2 separate regions of the Zea mays genome follow, and region 2 is linked to region 1. Evidence: chromatin contacts called from public Hi-C data. All regions are on one chromosome and are shown on one strand. The core of a region is the stretch at or near the end of the contact, and the rest is flanking DNA. Distances in the headings are between cores, read along the strand shown.

Evidence for each region. Hi-C and Micro-C count contacts between places; a contact is called where the count stands out from the background.
Region 2: a contact with region 1 is called in a Hi-C map of leaf, with 4 times the contacts expected there. The contact joins the promoter of LOC100282909 here to the promoter of LOC100216810 in region 1. A contact is called at or near these places in 5 of 25 Hi-C or Micro-C datasets (ear, leaf and tassel).

The regions. Positions count from the first base shown.
Region 1 is chr6:40,847,076-40,853,103 of Zm-B73-REFERENCE-NAM-5.0, forward strand. LOC100216810 (P-loop containing nucleoside triphosphate hydrolase superfamily protein) reads right to left here and starts at 3,630. Exons shown (of 21, transcript NM_001359502.1): 1 at 3,340-3,630; 2 at 3,172-3,257; 3 at 2,749-2,826; 4 at 2,511-2,642; 5 at 2,138-2,188; 6 at 1,899-2,039; 7 at 1,695-1,817; 8 at 1,516-1,593; 9 at 1,263-1,352; 10 at 1,063-1,182; 11 at 874-957; 12 at 487-585; 13 at 211-399. The coding sequence starts at 3,421.
Region 2 is chr6:41,029,338-41,035,365 of Zm-B73-REFERENCE-NAM-5.0, forward strand. LOC100282909 (nudix type motif 22) reads right to left here and starts at 3,732. Exons shown (of 10, transcript NM_001155815.2): 1 at 3,557-3,732; 2 at 2,899-2,973; 3 at 2,760-2,816; 4 at 2,426-2,514; 5 at 2,239-2,297; 6 at 1,797-1,945; 7 at 1,074-1,211; 8 at 744-902; 9 at 554-658; 10 at 1-393. The coding sequence starts at 3,634. The coding sequence ends at 385.

The DNA of each region.
Region 1 (6,028 bases), core at 2,380-4,879:
CTGGATTGATGACAATCTATGCTTAAAAGATTCTCCAGCTTCCTAATAAAACGCCTGCCTAATGTAAGAAACTGTGTCCTCTTTTGGGTCCTGTGGGCCCACAAACATAGCATAACATACAGCTGATTACCAGTGAAACACTGAACTCCAATATTGCAACCAAGTGCTTAAAATGCATAAAGCCCATCAAATGAGGACAGGGAAACTTACTGCCATCTCAGTATCCCCAATAGTTTCTCCATCAAACTTCTCCGTAAAGTGAGACACTGCATCTATATCTGAACCATCACTTCCTTGGTCTGAGTGACCTTGCTCATCAATGACCATTCCAGATTCAGTCTGGTTGTCATCATCAGAGTCGTTATCTTCATCATCTGTGTCCTCAACAATCCAAGCAGCCTGGTAATAGCATTTGAGGATTATTTGTAAATGTAGTAAATATAATAAATTTAAGGAGGTACTTCAAATTCCAATAGAATTGCAAACCTGGTACTCTGAAGTGCCTTGGGGAAGCTTCCTCTTTTCCAATTTTCTCTGTTTGTTGTTTATGTCGACCTCCTCCATGTCTTCTTCCGTTGGCCAAGTCTAATAAAATATAAATATTAATACAAACTAGCACTTTAAAAGATTAAATAAAATTTTCACCTTTTTTTACTTACAAAAGCGCAAACATTCTAACAGAAAATATGAACAGGTGATCACAGTTGAAACGCTATGGAGGAAATAACAGTGCATTTTGTGAAAAAAAATAAAAATAAGAGAACTATTTATATGGACGATATTGATAATGGTACAGCGAATATAACTAATTGAAGCACAAAACATATCATTGTAAAAAGTATAAGTCATGGAGCAGGATCAGAAAATACTAACCTGCTCCCCGGCAAGAGGATCTGGCACATTTTCAACAAGTAAGGGTTCCTGACTTGAAGGGTCTGGAACAAAAGTGTTAACAATCTGAAACAAACCGGGAGGTATGTGTGTTAAAATATAACCTTAGTATACAAAAAGTGCCTCACATTATTCAATTTCTAAGGCTTTCAAGTCCTCTACACAACAAACCTGAATTCCATTATCTTCTGTTTCCATTACATCAGAGCTTTTCCGCTCACTAAGAGGACATGGATCCTTGAGGACATCAATTTGGCCTAACTGAAAATCACCAGCACCTGAAACATGGACCTTTTGAATGGAGAAGGTATTACCATATTGGAAAAAGAAATGACAAAATAGTGAAGAAAAACTAAACATCGATCACATACAAGCTGATTCACTGAAAGATTGTGGGCCCGCAAATATCCAGACACGAGCAATGTGCACAATCCCGTATTTTCATCAGGATTTATGCAGACCTGAAGCAGCAGTGTCACCAATTGTTATATAAATAGTAGTATAATACATAACTTTGAATACTGGAACATAAATTTAATTTTTTTGGAAAAAATTCATGTTTGGCCAATATAAATTAGCAGCTATTCTAGAAAAGCAACAATGTAGCATAGCAAGTAATAAAACCTGCTCAGACATAACATAAGATCTCTGGTTTCTCCAATGTGGCGAGGAAAGATGCTGCTCCTTGAAAAGCCACATGAACTGGACAATTTGAAGAATACAAAATCAAAACAGAGTTCTCAAAAGAACAAACGTGAAGGTAACCAAATGATCTCATATTCAATATTCAAACGAATACTAACCTTATGCAAATCATCCTTTGTGTCTGCCAAGTAAAACTTGCAGTCCTCAGGCAGCTCTGCAGAAAGGAAAGAAGTTGCTGCTTTCTTCAATTCCTGCCTACTTTTATTATCCGCTGGAAGATCCTGATTATGTAACTAAACAGGTAAATCACCAGAAATCATAGAACAATATGTTAATGAGAAAGGCTAATGACTGGAACTTACACGAATAAAAACAGCTGTACTAGGTAAGCCCATGGCCCTAAATACAGACAGGCATTGAGATCCAAACTCATCAATTGGGCTATTCAAATCACCACTGTAGAATGAATTGGCTGGCAGTACGAACGCTAACAAATCAGCAACCTATGTAGGACAGGAACATTTGCAGGTTCCAAGTTAGTGCTAAGAAACTATAGAAGACAATAAACCACAACAAACTGAGTTTGGTTGGAAATGCATACCTTCGCCAGTTCCATGCATGTGGTAAGATCACCATATGGTGCTTGCAGTACCTTCACAAATATTATAAAATATGAAAATCCTATACGTGAAATTGACTGTCTAGATTGAATAATTGGAAACAAATATTCAACAAAATGTTATGAATAATGAAATGACTAGAACGTGCCATAGAGACATAGAGTACAATGTATAACCCAGCTTTAAACATGTACTGAGAAGGGTCAGTAGTAGACAAACATATAGTGATGAATACATATGCAACGAGGCATTATGACACCAAAAAATCTCAACAGCCAACACTAGCCTCATTTTGAACTAATGGTGGTAATGGTTGCACTCATAACATCAGAACAATATTCATTTTGAACTTACTGTGGTTCGAAGCTTATAAGTAGGAGAAGCAATGGTAGATAATTTCAGTTTCCGATCATCTCCTTCTGCAAATGCCAAAAGATCCTTGGCAAGTGATCCGACATTTGCTGATGAAGAAAGGCCAACGAGAACCTGCAATAAATAGTTGTAAATCGACTTAAGAAAATACCAATTGTATGATCACAACAAACAACGAGTAATCAGGTAGGATCCAGAAGCAAAAGCTAAGAATACTAACAATGACGCGCGGTGCGCTTGAAGGTCCAGTTGACGAGCGCTTCTCCTTCAGCAAAGCAGCACGTTTTTTATCACGGATCTGCACCCCACAGGAAGATGTTTCACACGGCAGGTTAAAAACTAGATGATCGGATGAGAAAACCGCACTATAAGTTGCATGGCACCCTCCCCAAAAGCTGCAACCTCCCAATAACTGTAGAGTAAGCTCAAAGCAAGCTAAAAACACCCCGCCCAATCTAAGAGCAGACCAATCCTATCCTATGCAACATGCAGTTTATGTTGCAGCACACCTCAGACTAATCATCTTACGAACTAAAAACAATCGCACGAACCACAGAATTGGCGACCTCCAATAACCTCTGCTACATACAGAACCAAAAAAAAATTGACAAAAAGGTGTGCACGGTGCGCATTGGAGACTGACCGCCTTGCTCTGCTGGATGCGGGCGGCGCGGGCCCCCTTTACAGCGGCGCGGTGGCTGGTTTCTGACTTCCCGCTCCTGACCTTGTCTGGAAGGAGACGCAGACAGTGAGATGAGACATGAGCCGCGGAAGGTGGAGAGGAAACGGCGACGAGAGAGGCTGTACACACCGATCTTGTGCGTGTGGCGGGAAGCCTTGGACGCGAAGCGGCTCTTGTGGGCCTTGTTCACCTGCGCGCGGCCCCCGCCCATGTCGGCGGCGGCGGCGGGAGGACCGGCTGCTTTGCTGCGCGGGTCGTTGGAGGGACGATGATAGAGCTGGAGGCGTCAGGTGGTCAGTCGGCGGCCCGAGGAACCCTTATTTGTCGCTCGCTTCTCGATCGGTCCGGGGCGGAGCTCCTTCCTGCTTTGGACGGGCGGCGGAGACACGTGAAGGTTGGAGTGCACAAAATCGGAAAGCGCCGGCGGCGGGAGGACGAGGAGGTGGGTTAGGGCTTCTTTCTCCCAGGAGATCACAATATTATTTTATAAAGCACGCGGCCGTCAGATCACAATCCGACGTCCCGAAATCGGTTAGGAGAGGAGTTCGGCTCCAGGCTAGGCTAGAAGTTCGCGTCTAGTGCGCAGCCGGCAAAGCTTTTTTTTCTCCTAGTAATGCATTTTTCAAAAATATTTCTCCTAGTACCTAAAAATTAGGAGTTCCCTAAAACTTTAAATCCTAAATAAAATGGTATCACTCCAACAGCTTCCAATATTTTTCTAAAAATATTTTGGATGGGCGAATTATGGCCCTGCTTGTTTGGGCTTTGTTCAGCTTCTGGCCACAAAAAATTGTTGCGGACTGCTAAACGTCCTAGCTTTTCAGTCCGTTTCTATAAAAATCGTTTTGGTAAAAAACCGTCTAAAATCAACATGAACATAAAATTGTTTGGGCCTAAAGTTTAGTTAGGGGACTAAAGTTTAGTCCCTAACATGTTTAGTTGTAGGGGCTAAAAATAGTAAGAATATATTAAATGACTCATAAGAAGACTAAAGTTGCCTTTAACATTCTCCTGCTATTAGTACAATTGAACTAAATAAGGGGTAAATGTGGAATTAATATGGTTTAGTCCCTTTTAGCACATATGTGAAGGACTAAAGACTAAATCATTTTAGTCTATATTTTAGTCCTAGTGTTTGGCAAAAAAGGGACTAAATGAGACTAAAAACTAGAGACTAATCTTTAGTCCCTCTAACCAAACACCCCCTAACACATGTGCGTTGTGACGGTACATAATCATATTTCATGATATTGGTTGGAAACGACGAGGCTATACCCGTAATACAATCAATGGTTGAGCGAAGTAAACCAGTCATATAAATCCTTCCAAAAAATACCAATAATAGATAAATTTAATATCAAAGTGAGAATATTGTCTATACACCAGATATTAAATTGATACGAATAAATACTACACTTTATTTTAGCCATAAGACCGAGAAAGATATGAGTTGAAAAAGAACTCAATCCCTGTTTTTATAGAGCACTCTGTAGCTCGTCCTCGTTCAGCTAACGGGGTGTTACTATATGTTTACGGTTTCCTGTTTTATTGGGCTTGGTGGCTCCTCACGGTCTATACATGATGTAACAATCTTGACGACTTATAACTCAAGACACTGACTCCATATAAACACACGGTATGATTGCCGATTTTAAAGACCCACAACATCTTCCACTGAACCTATGCCATTTTATTTTCTGTGAGCCACACGCATTAAACACACAATTCATGGACATATAGAACCATATAGATGTCTCTGGCTATTGCACAATAATCTTGTCGGCGTTTCGAGACCGGGGGTCCCTTGGGCCGACGAGTGAGTGTCGCCGCGTGCCCCAGCCCAGAATATTCTCTAAGAGCTCTACTTGCCCATTTGACATGGGATGAGCCACGGCGGCCCAGTCCACCCGGATGTGGTGATCCTCGCAGAAGTCCAAGAACTTTCTGCCGGTGAACTGGGTGCCGTTGTCGGTGATGATGGAGTTCGGGACCCCGAAGCGATGGATGATGTTGGTGAAGAACGCCACCGCCTGCTCGGACCTGATGCTGTTCAGAGGTCGGACCTCGATCCACTTGGAGAATTTGTCGATGGCGACCAGCAGGTGCGTGTAGCCCCCGGGCGCCTTCTGCAAAGGGCCGACGAGGTCGAGACCCCACACAGCAAAGGGCCAGGTGATGGGTATCGTCTGCAGAGCCTGAGCGGGCAGGTGGGTCTGCTTCGCATAGAATTGACACCCTTCGCAGGTGCGGACAATTCTAGTGGCGTCAGCCACCGCCGTTGGCCAGTAGAAGCCTTGTCGGAAAGCATTCCCGACAAGGGCTCGAGGCGCTGCGTGATGGCCGCAAGCCCCCGAGTGTATCTCTCGCAGGAGTTCCTGACCCTCGGTGACGGAGATGCATCGCTGGAGGATGCCCGAGGGGCTGCGGTGGTAGAGCTCCTTCTCATCGCCCAGCAAGACGAACGACTTGGCGCGCCGCGCCACCCGCCGAGCCTCGGCTCGGTCGAGGGGTAGCTCTCCTTGGTGGAGATATTGCAGGTACGGGGTCTGCCAGTTTCGATCAGGCGTGGCCCCGCTTCGCTCCTCCTCGATGCGCAGTGCCTCACCCTCGGGGGCCGAGGGTACCTCAGGCTGAACCGAGGGCGCCTCGGGCCGAGTTGAGGGTGCCTCGGGCTGTGCCGAGGATACCTCGGGCGGGGTCGAGGGTACCTCGGACTGGGCCGAGGGCGCCTCAGGCTCGGGCGTGTCATCGATCTTGACGGAAGGTTGGTGCAGATCCCGGGAGAAGACGTCCGGGGGAACAGTTGTTCGCCCCGAGG
Region 2 (6,028 bases), core at 2,482-4,981, 180 kb after region 1:
CAGAAACCAACAGAAGAACAGCTGACAGATTCAGGCATCACTTGCCCAGGAAATTCAATCCTGAAAGAACATTACAATCCACGGGTCATCTCACCATGTAGATTAGCATCATGATGCCGCTCTGGTGTGCCTCCTTTGGTGGTACATCCGGAGATGAAATTTATTCCGGTAGTATTCAGAGGAAACTTTAAGCTTCATGCTCTTTGTGGGCACTTATGCAGCGGTCTAAGGAGACCTATGTCAGGCTCAACAAACATGGAAATGGCACATATCTACTGCAAAGAACAGCAATCTGATGGATGTCACATGCAGTGTTCTGCACGGGTGTTTGTACGAGATGCGAATACCTCCACACTTGTTTGTGGTGTAATAACACCATCAGAACTATTCATCCTGCAAAGCAAAGACAGTCGAACTTAAACTGGCGTCGGGAGGTGACATGCCAATAGGGATAAACCAAAAATAAAACTAGAAAGAAGGCCATAAATTTTGCAGCTTTGCAAGTGTTTAACATACACAGCTGAATAAAATTTATTAATTTAACTATACATACAATGACATCTTCACTTTTTTTTGCAGCATTCCTCATCAACTCATACAGAGCAATACCACCGTTGTGGCATCCAGGCATCCGCTGCCTCATTCCTTGTAGCTCTTCCTGTAATTCAAAAGCATCTTTAGTGGTTAGAAGCATCCAAAAGCAAGCTAACGATCAGAGAGCTGTTAGAGTGTCTAAAACTCACAACGGATACTGTGTAGAGTTTAGTAGATTCATAGCCATCTTGAGCTCTAGAATAAAGCTCGCTTACGCCACTGGAATCAATGTTACATTTTGTAAAAAAGAACGCAGTCGGCCTAACGTTAACTTCTCGGCGGGAAACTCCAATGAAGACAGGATCAGTCTGCAGAATAAAATATTGATAGGTAATGAACATACTAGGAAAGTCGTGAAGTGAACAAATCTTTCTTGAATGAAAATTAGAAACAACTAAAAACTCTTTTCTATTGGATCCTGTTCATGTAGCAAACCACTATACTACACTACATGACATACTGTTTAGACCTCTACTTACTAGGGAGCTAGCAGGAACTCCAGTTTCCTCAACCACTTCACGGATGACTCCGTCAAACATTTCTTGTGAAACTCGTTCAGTGAGACTAGCAAAGTCTTCTTCATCAGTTTGATGACCCATGATTCCAATTTCTTGCGGCTGGTATAAACAAAATGAAGATCAATAATATGACATGCATTTTACAGATCTGACACAACCGATTGTTTCAGGCTTAAAAACTAAAAAAATTCTCATACACCCTCCCCTGCTCCAACTTCCTCCAAAAATGAAGCCATGTTTCCAAGTTTTAATTTTGATTCCTCTTCTAAAAATAGCTTCATAGTCAGCATGGTAACTGACAGGGGAGAAGAAACAATTTTAAGCAATAAATCGGTGAGCAATTAATGATTTATAAATTTCAGTTAAATTTCAATATACATTTTTCTTAGTCCATAATTATAACATACAGTTTCCTTCTTGAGAAGTCACTTCAAATAAACATGCTACCTCAAAAAGAAAATCTCAGCATGCTCACTGGCAGAAGAAACCACTAGATCCCACAGTACTGCAGCCTGCAGTAATGTTGTTATCATCTTTATTTTGCAGCATAAGAGAAACTATATTACACCTGGTGCTACATTTCTCAATTAGCTCTAAAAAAACTAAGTTGTACATCAAATATCTACACAGATCTTTGCTTTCATCATCTGCACTCGTATTGTCAAGCAGTCTTGAAGAATTTACCTCCGAGTGTCCTCCAGGGAAAACATAGTATCCTGGATAGTCCGCCACATTGTAGCTCCTTTGCAATACAATAATCTTTTTGTCAGATGTTTCAACTATAGCACCATTTCCCAGTGCATCTGACAAGTGTTGGCAATGTACAGAATCATCTATCAAAAGAGGAATTGTGTTGGTCAAGGCTGATCATTCTTACAGTTCTTTACAAAGATTGACATAATGTTGTCTTAGCGCACAAAATACTAAGACAGTCACTGTACCAGAGCAAACTTACTAGAAAATGGAAGGCGAAACAGATGGACGTGAATATACTTATCAACAATTTAAATTTCTGAAAGCTAAAGCAATGGAAGAAACTAGAGGACTACAAAGTTTAGATTAGATAAAAAAAAAAGGCTCTGATACACACAACCAACTGTAACTAAGCTATAAGATTACAAATTACCTTCAGATGGAACCAAAAAAAATTCCCACAATGGATTGAGATTTGTTCCCACAAATGTCCTATTTCGTGCAAGTAGAAACGATTGTTAATTCAAGGTGTTAAGTCAAAATATCGCAAAGAAACTTATAGGCTGCCAAAATTTTGGTTTAAATGTCTGTTGGAAATGAACACAAATGGTCAAACCAACCTGTAGTCTGTGAGACCCAAATGAAGTGAGACACAGTACTCAAGATCATGATCTGAGTCATCTTTGTAGTGCAAGGCATTTCCTCCATACTGAAATTCTTGATTGTTGTCAGTATTTACATTCTACTACCTGCTGGTGAATGCAGTAGAACAGATACATATACAGAGAGATTGTCTTTCTATAAAGCATGCACCAAATCACTTAACATGCAAGAAGCTTCCAGTTTTCTTTAGTTAAATACGTGTTTACCAGTAAATTGTAGCATCTTCAGGACTTCAAGTATCAACGGAGCAGAAAAAAACGAGCATACCAAGGTAGAGCTAAAAATACATACCCGAAACTTTGTACCGCTGTATAGATATGGGTTCCGCTGAAGGCTTTGGTCCCACACCTAAAAGGTCAACAAACATGAAGAATGGCAATGGACACATGCATATGTCAGATAGACGTATGATATTGGTAGGCAACATTACCTCACTTATAGATTCCTCCAAGGCTGCATCAGGATGGGGAATCCTGTCGAATGACCGACCAAACTTCACCGAAACCTTCAGTTCATAACATGAGCTCAATCAGAATGTTGCTGTGTTGTAAAGCAAGAGTGTAAAACACACTTGGTACTTCCTCCATTCAAAGAAAAAAAAAGTCCATCTAGATTTGTCCTAAGTCTTCACTTTTTTTAGTATAGGAAATTTTATAAGGATTGGTAACACAAGAGTTAGCATGACAAGATCCGTACTTCATAATATTTGAGGGCCTATTTAGATCAAGACCTGACAAATTTGCCTGGCCAGACAGCTCCCACAGGCCTAATATACGAGCGCCTGTTGTACTGTTTCTGGCCGCGCTACAGAAATATAACATCAGTTATTAGCACCCCACACACTCCTGAACGAGCTAAAGAAATACATCACGGCAGTTGATGGCAGCAGCAGCACATCCAAACACTTGGGGCTAAGCTTGTCATCCAGGATCTGGGGAAACCGATGCAAAAGTCGGTGTTGCCGCCCGCGCGGTGGTCGGACCGATGGAGGAGACGCCGTTCCGTGCAACCAAATGGACCATGCAATCGGGATGGGGACGGAGGCGAGGGGGAGGAGGAAGAGGGGGAAGAGTTTAGGGTACACGCACGCGGGAGCGAGGGAGGCCGTCGGGGCAGGAGAGGAGTATCTTGAACGCCGTGCCCGGATATGCGCCGGAGGCGGCCATACTGGGTCCCGGTGCGGGTGGCGCGGCGACGGAGACGGTCGAGGGGCGCGGGGTTGGCCGGTGCGGCGGCACGTGGATAAAAACCTACGGGTTTGAGTGATAGTTTGTACCGTGGCTTTCTTGGTATACGTGCCAACACATGTACACGTAATAAATGTATGTGTATAATTATGTGATCGTGAGTATATCCGCAGGTTTGTAAACGCTCCATCCGTTGGTTTCTAGTCAAGTTTGGGTCGTGCTCGCTGAACTAGTACGAGCCTGACACGAAATAGATAGCATGCAGCCTGGCCCAGTACAAAATAGAAAAAACCGAGCCAGCACGACACGTTAGACGGGCTGGGCCGTGCTCCGGTTGGTGGCCCGATGGTCCAAATAGCCCGGCACGGCATCATGGGCCGTGCTCGGGCTAGCCCGGCACGAGTTAGGGTTAGGGAACGACGGTCTCGTGTCGCGCGATATATTTCCAGCCCCAGCCGTTCGTTCCTGTGGTGGCGGTCTCGGTTTAGGCCTTTAGGGTTAGGTTCTCAGCGCATCGTTTCCTGTGGCGGCGACTCCTTGGCTTCTCTTCCGCGACTAGGAACGCCACCGCCAGTCCGCCACTCCGCCAGTCTGCATTCGCAAGCGGCCAAGCCCGCCGTCGCTCCTTCCCTCCTCCTCCTCGGTTCCTCGGCTGAGCAACTCCTCGGTCCCTTCTGCGACTAGGAACACCGCCAGCCGCTGCCGCTCCTTCCCTCGTCCTCCTCTTCCTCGACAGTCCAGCCGCGACCGTCGGATGCCCAGATCCCAGGAAACGATGTGCCATGCGACCGCGACCGCGAGTTCAACCGGCCCACAGCCCACTCACAGCTCCAGCAAGGTTTGTTCACATCCTCTTCGTCAGATTATTGTTAATTCCTTGGTCCGTTCACATCTGTGGCTATGATTCATGCCCCCCCGCCCTGGGAGGTCGAGCTCTTTATATACGGTTGTTTTGATTCATTCCCCACTGAATCTGATTACTTAGTTCATGAGCGTCTGACCTTACAAATTACAATGGGGAGGAAGAGGACAGCTACTAGAAAACCTTATGCTAGTAGGACGATAGATGGTTCCAGCAGTCCTTGCGCACTCGCCCCAACCTTGGAAGGTAGATCTGATGATGGTAGTGCAATAGATAATGCCTCATTACCAGTACATGGTGCTGGAGGTGTACCTGTTTGTAGTGGTAGTTCTTCCTTACCAGCAGATGGGGGTGGAGGTGTACCTGTTTGTAGTGAAAGTTCTTCCTTACCAGCTGATGTGCTAGTGCAAAGTGCTGCTAAACCATCTGTTTCCAGGGCAGAGTGCTGGAAACATATGGATAAGCGGGAGATTGTTGAAAATGGTATAAAAAGTTATATTGTTGTATGTCATTATTGTAAAACTGAGTTGAGTGCAGATTCTGCTGGTGGCACTGGACATCTGAATCGACATTTTAGAGCTTGTTTGAAGAAGGTAGGGCAAACTCTTGGTGCAGGTGTGCAAACTCAACTTAACTTCGCTGTGGATGGCACTGTAAGTACATGGGTTTACAATCCACAAGTAGCACATGAAGAAATTATTAAATACATTGTTTCTGAAGATTTACCTATTATGATGGGTGAAAGCCCTAATTTTAAGAATCTGATTCAACGTGCTTTCTGTCCACAATACCAACCTATATATCAGTAGAACTACTATAAAATCTGATTTAATGTTGCAGTATCGCAAACATCTTGCTGCCCTTAAAGATAATTTTAAAAAAGTTCAGTTTTCATTTGCTTTAACTTCAGATATTTGGACTTCATCACATCAAAAAACTAGCCACATTTCTGTTGTTGCACACTATTTGGATAATTCATATTGTCTTCATAAGCGTGTTATAGGTTTTAGAGTGATGAATGATTCACATACTGGTTCTGCAATTGCTAAGCATATTCTTGAGGTGGTTAATGATTTTGATATAAGTAATAAGATTCTGTCTATTACTCTTGATAATGCTTCCTCAAATACAAATACAATTGAATCCCTATCCCCTCACCTGCATTCATACATAGATGGTTATATTGTCTACCAAAGATGTGTGTGCCACATTATTAATTTGGTTGTTCAGGATGGCATAACAGTAGTTAGCAAATATTTGGATAATGTCCGTGCTGCTGTTCGTTTCATAACAAGTACCCCTCAAATGATTACAAAATTCGGTGAGTATTGCAAGGCAAATAATATGAAACAAATGAAATTTGGCCTTGATATGAAGATAAGATGGAATTCGACCTATCTTATGCTTAAGAAACTACAAGGTTATGAGAAAATTATAACTATTTTTGTGAATGCTAATGCTCTTGATCTTGATTTGGTGCTAACTGAAGCTGATTGGTATATGGTTAAACA